Regions from separate parts of the Astyanax mexicanus genome. Here region 2 is linked to region 1. A link is a contact called in public Hi-C data. All regions are on one chromosome and are shown on one strand. Each heading gives the region's core, a stretch centred on a gene start, on an enhancer-like site or on the middle of the called end of the contact. The rest is flanking DNA. Distances are from core to core; before and after follow the strand shown.

The links. Hi-C and Micro-C count contacts between places; a contact is called where the count stands out from the background.
Region 2: a Hi-C map of muscle shows a contact between it and region 1, with 10 times the contacts expected there. The contact joins the enhancer-like site here to the promoter of fam72a in region 1. A contact is called at or near these places in 2 of 3 Hi-C or Micro-C datasets (both in muscle).

The regions. Positions count from the first base shown.
Region 1 is chr24:21,180,073-21,183,229 of AstMex3_surface, reverse strand. fam72a (family with sequence similarity 72 member A) reads left to right here and starts at 1,722. Exons shown (of 4, transcript XM_007247751.4): 1 at 1,722-2,392. The coding sequence starts at 2,247. It overlaps srgap2 (SLIT-ROBO Rho GTPase activating protein 2), which reads right to left and starts at 876. Exons shown (of 23, transcript XM_049471447.1): 1 at 769-876.
Region 2 is chr24:21,305,416-21,308,572 of AstMex3_surface, reverse strand. It overlaps srgap2 (SLIT-ROBO Rho GTPase activating protein 2), which reads right to left. Exons shown (of 23, transcript XM_049471447.1): 13 at 2,051-2,078. Among protein-coding and RNA genes, the nearest start is that of ikbke, 36 kb to the left of the region's middle. Within about 2 kb of position 1,687, the one cell type or tissue checked has an H3K27ac peak away from gene starts, as active enhancers do.

The sequences.
Region 1 (3,157 bases), core at 473-2,972:
TATTAATAACAGTTTCATACTAAGTACATTTACTTTAAGACTGTGTACTAAACATGGTACTACCATGCTACTTAAGGCTCTGTCCTAAATCTAATACTATTATACTATATAAATAATTGCAGTATTAGCAAAAAGGCAAGTCTAAAACCACATACTATACATTACTAGCTAATAAATGCTCTACTAATTGTAGTGTACTGTCCTACTAATCGTACTAATACATGCACTACTAATAGTCCTCTAACGATTAAACATACTTAATGTTCTGTACCAAATCTCATTATTTTATACTATAGTTACTCATACAGCTGTAAAGCCACAGTATTTAAACACTACACGGTTCACTGCTGTCTACATTTAAACATATATGAAACCTTATACAACCATACTAGCTGTATACTAATAAATGGACTATTATAGTAGTGCCCTACTTTTATCATATTAACATAAGACTCCTAAACAGGCTGTTTACCCAAACTATTCGTTACAACTGGTAAAATAGACATAGGTTAACAGATTAGATGTATCAATTAATTCTTTATATCAGCACAATTTATACAGAGAAACCAAACTAACGGTAAGTCCTCGATCAAAAGTTCCCACAAAGAAAAGGCACTAAAGGAGTCAGCCCTCTGTACTCGCTCTCTCTCCCGCTTTACTTTAGTAGAGTTTCCCAGTTTAACACATCCTCACCCAGATTACTACAGCATTACTAAACACACAGTCACGAGCTCTCCCACCACAAACAGGGTAAAACAGTTAACTTACCTCCACAGGCGATTTCCATTCCTTTACAGCATCTTTAATATGATCAAGTTCTTCTACTTAATCTTTCGTGCTCGTAGTTCAGCAGTATAATGTTATCTCGGAGTTTTTCCCAACTCTAACCCCGCCTCTGTTCATGGACACAGCGGACAACCCCCCACCGCTCCCATTGGCTGGACCAAGCGGATGTGCTCCGAAATTCCTCAAAATCCACAATACAAGACATTACATTTTTAACATTATAAATGTATATGAAGTTTTCAGACTTTCAGTTTTTTGTTTTGAGCTTTTTTTTGTTTTGAGCGTGTACGTTTTTATACATCTTATTTGATTTTTTTTATCGTAAATATTTTTATGCTTCTTTGTATAATATATACTTTAATGTGTACAGCAAGATTTTTTATTATTTATATGATAATAATAATATTAAATACAATTTTAACATTTTTAAATTAGCAACTCTATTTAATATGCATTTCTTTCTTTAAACGAACAAATGAAACACTACAGGGTTGTTGTTTTTTTAAATACTACTTTATATTCACGATTGATCTCATTATGTGTCTGATTATTCTTAATTAAACATTTTTACTCTTTAATTTAAGTCTAATTGTATTATTATTATATTATTATAGTATTACTATTTTAGTGGCTTAAATATAGTAATATGATAGTAAAATGACGATTGCATTGTTTATTACAATTATTTTATTTTGCCAACAGAAAAAATACTAAATATTGATGACAAACTTAATTCAGCATTAGTCTATATGTGGCAGCATTTATATATATGATAAATATGATCATTAATAAATTATTATTATTTTATAATATTTGTAATCACTTCTTTCGATGAAAGAGAGTGCCGCAGCTTTAACCAACCAGAGAAGGGCACTGCAGTGTTAACCAATCAGTACCGCGGCTGAAGCTGTTTGAAAATGTTTCAGGAAGCTAATAAAGGGGCTTTATGGGGACGTAAACAAACGTAGCTAGCTTAGCGAGCCGAGCGTTTAACACCGCGGCGGGTTAATAAGAGCTCAAACTGAGCTTTTTACTGCTCGTTTGTCTCGTATACCCGCGTTTACCCGTTTAAAACCCATAATATGTATAGTTAGGGCTGTCGTACAGCCTTAAAATACGAATTAAGAACAGCTGCTAGCTAGGTAGCTAGCATTAGCTTGGTTAACTACTCGGCTAACATCCTGTTTAAATAGCGCACAGATCGTAGTTAGCTGAGCAGTTTAACGCTAGCTGCTTAAGTTGGCTAGTTAGCACTAGCTGCCTAAGCTTTGATGCGAGTTCCTCGGTTAGATTTTGTAATAAATTCACTTTACTAGCTATTAAATTAGCTAGTTAACTATTGAGTCAATAATTCGTTTCAGCTACTCTATATACTAGCTAGTCAATATTACAGGTCAGACTGGTAACGCTAGGTTAGCTAGTTAACTAACCAAGTGTTTCACCGCATACGAGGCAGCACAATGTCTACTTCTAATTTTAAGAATAAATGCGTTACACAGGTGAACTGCATTTACTGCGACAGTCTCCTCTGTACGAGAGGAATGAAAGCTGTGCTTCTAGCTGATACAGAGATCGAGCTGTTTTCAACAGACATGCCACCAAACAGGTAAGAGTGGCTGTATTATCCACTGCTGTCATTGATGTTTTTTTACATATAGAAGTTGCCAGATGGAATCTGGAGTAGAAAATTATTTGCTTCTGTCAGAAACCTGTAAATAATTATTTTATGTTGCAGTGATATATACTGACCAATTCAGTTTATCTGATTTTGCTATTTATAGATATATGTTTGAGTAAAATTAACATTGTTGTTCTATTCTGTAAACTACAGTGACATTTCCCTCAAATTCCAAATAAAAATACTGTCATTATTTACAGAAAATGAGAAATGGCTGAAATTACCATAAGATGCAAAGCTTTCAGATTTCAAATAATGCAAGGAAAACAAGGTTATATTCATAAAGTTTCAAGATTTCAGAAATCAATATTTGGTGGAGTAATCCAGGTTTGTCAGTTTTCTTGCATCTCGGCAAGTTCTCCTCCACCAGTTTTACACACTGCTTTTGGATAATAATTCAAGCAGTTTAGCTTGGTTTGAATTGCTTCCTCTTGTTTATACATCCATATATCTAGAGGTTTTCAATTTGGTAAAATTTAAGTATAATCAATTTGTAAAAATGGTCTCTCTTTATTTTCCTGTATGTTGTAAAAACCATGACCGGCCTAGATTTTCGTTTGACTGTATAGCTTTATTGCAAGATTACAGAAGCAAACATCAGACACCAAACACGTCTTTGCTAATTAGTTTTATGGGTGTTTGTTTGTTTGCTTGTTTGTTTGTTTTGTTTGTAAACTGTCCCTTTAAATTATG
Region 2 (3,157 bases), core at 438-2,937, 130 kb before region 1:
AAACTTCATTATTCAGTAAATAATCATCTATTAAAATGTACTAACAGTGATTTGTTGCCAATCTGAGCGATGGTCACGTATAAAGTCATATTGATCTTATTTGCAGACTTGCACAAGCAGAGCTTTGCTAAAATCAATTAAAACTCTAAATTATATGCAATATATGTTTATTTATGGTGTTTTACATGTGTTTTAAAGGCTGTGAATAATCAATTAACTCATAAAATAATCAGTAAATTATCAAATTACAAGTATCATAGACAATGAAAGCCATAATACACCAACATGTGTCCAGATATTGGCTTAAACCGCAATATAATGTAGCTTTAAAATGGTTTGTTATTGGCCTATTGGATTGTTTAGCCTTTTGTGGTAATTGTTTTTACATTGCATTATTAAAATCAAGCACTCAACACACAAACATAAGTGCAGGTTTAGGCTTGAAGGCTTTCTTTTAAGGTCTAGAATAGAAAGGGTCTGTTTTTGATTAGTTAATTCCAATTTTATTGTTGGGCTTTTGTACACACAGATTATTCGATTAATGGCCAAAAAGTATTGGTTAACTACTCTAAAACTAATGTAATTCATAGTGACAACAGACAAACATATGTGCAAATCCACGCTGAAAGGTTCTTTTTTAAAATAATTAAAATGCTTTATTATTGGTCAGTCATGTCCAAATGTATTGTTTTGGATTCTGTAAAATCTTTGATTACTCAAATAGTCTGCAAAAAGTAATCGTTTAACTACATTAAAACGAATAAAATAAATAGTGACGACCCTAACACACAAATACAATTGCAGATACAGACTTAAAGGCTTCCTTTTAAGGTCTAGGAAGGGTCTGTTGTTGGTTAAAATGACTGTTTAACTACTCTATAACTAATGTAATTGATAGTGACAACCATAATGGACAAACATACGTGCAGATCCATGCTGAAAGTTTTATTTTAGATTATTTAAAATGCTTTATTATTGTTCAGTCATGTCCAAATGTATTGTTTTTCATTTTGTAAAGTTTTTGATTACTCAAATAATCACCATAAATGTCACTTAACTACTCTATAACTGATGTAAAATTATTGCAAAGACCCTAACACATGAACGTAAGTGAAAATATAGGGTTAAGGGCTTCCTTATATAATCTAGAAGGTGCATGTTTGATTTGAGGATCTCGAAAGGGTCTGTTTTTGATTAGTTGCAAAAGCACAGTTTAGTGTTGGGTTTTGTACAAACTAATCATTCGATTAATCATCAAAAATAATATGTTAACTACTCTATAACTAATGTAGTTGATAGTGACAACCCTAACACATAAACCTGTAGTGTAGGTATAGGCTTAAAGGCTTTTTTTAGGATTTGTACAAACAGATTACTCGATTAAACACCAAAATGAGAATTCCCATTTCTTGTCACAATGAAATCACACTGCAGTGTACAGTGTAATGCTTTCCTCTTCTCACTAGGGGGCAACAGGAACCCTGCAGTGTGTGAGCTGGAGACTCTGAATGGATGATTATATGGATTTTTTTGTTTACTCTTTGTTCATTGTGGGTTAGAATGCCTCGGATGTAGAGGCAGTAGAGTTTTAGGTGGAAATAGAAGAACATGCTAAATTTATCCTGCAGGCCCAGACGATGATTACAGGGAGGCTGTGCCAGGAAAAGGAAAAAGGAGGTGGGTAAGGAGTTGCTGGGCATGGGCACGGAGAGCGCTTAACACCTCAGCTCCCCTCAGGATCACACCAGTGAATGGGTCTCTGGGGGGGTGTATTCATGGCAACCGGCGTTTGATGGTACACACAGCGGTGAAGGAGATGTAACTTTATGAGTGTGTGTGTGTGGGTGTGTTTGTTTGTGTTTTACACAAAATATAATAACAAGGGAAGGATTTCACATGACGTGAGCGTCTAATAGTAGCGATAAAAAGAAAAGAATGGAGTTATGTGAAGCAGGTGGACACAGCGGGACACGTGATTGGTGGAGGGTCTTGTGTAAACACACACTCACACACAGACACGGACACAGTCCCACTGGGAGATGGAAATTACCTGTTTCCGCACAGTCGAGTTCCGTCCACTGATGTTCACCAGAAGAGAGAGAGAGAGAGAGAGAGAGAAAGAGAGATAAATGCCATCATTATGTGATATATGTGTATCATTTTCACTTCAAACTGCTTATATTTTGCTCTACATGAATCCCAACAGCTGCACTCAGCCTGCAGCTATTAAACCATTATTATCCTTCATATGAATAATAATAATAATAATTATAATAATAATAATAAAAAGTTTGTAATTTAAAAGGTTTTTGTATCTGGCCTTGTCCCAAGATTCAAAGTCTTCCGTTTATTGGGCCCTATTTTAGCGGTCTAAAGGTGAGCCGTCAACTGTGCACCGAACAGCTTGTGTCAATGTGTCTTTGCTATCGTAACGACAGGAAAAGTACATCTTGTGCGGCTCGAAGCGTGCAAAAGGCATGTACTAATCCTCTTATTTAATCCCGGGTGTGTGCTTTGGACGTAACGTGAAATAAAGCAATCAGCGTGCATCACTTGCCATTCTCTTTAAGAGTCAGGTGCACTCTGACTGAAGGTGGATTGTTATTTCATGGGCGCAGCTACCTGGACATGTCCAACCCTTTCACAGCAATAGAAAGTGACCTGCTCATTTACATATTCTGTTCAATAATGATGTAAAAGTTGGCATAGCTGCTAACTGACACTGTGGGTGTGTGCAGTCTTGCGTGTCCATTTGTGTGTAACAAGAACACCCTTGTTGACAAGATAGCAATAAACTGACAGTTCATGTCTGTCCAAGTTGTTTTTAGTGAGTGGTGCACCTGGGTTTTCCATTGTTAAAATAGCAATACTCCAGAAATTTATCTGAAAACACCTCATTTTGAGACCACCACGGCCATCGGTGTAGATATATTCACAAGCCCTGTTGCTAGTCAAAAGATGCAGGTGGAAGGCGTGAAAATATATTAGTTCATTAAGTCATTTTTTGCCTTAGTTGATTAATCATCAAAACAAATTGTTAAACCATTTCATGATTATTCATATAATAATCAAAAGCAACAGCCCTAAAATGCTTGTTATTAGTTAACAAAGATGATTTTTATTGGTTGAACTTCTGTAAAAGATATGATTAATCAAT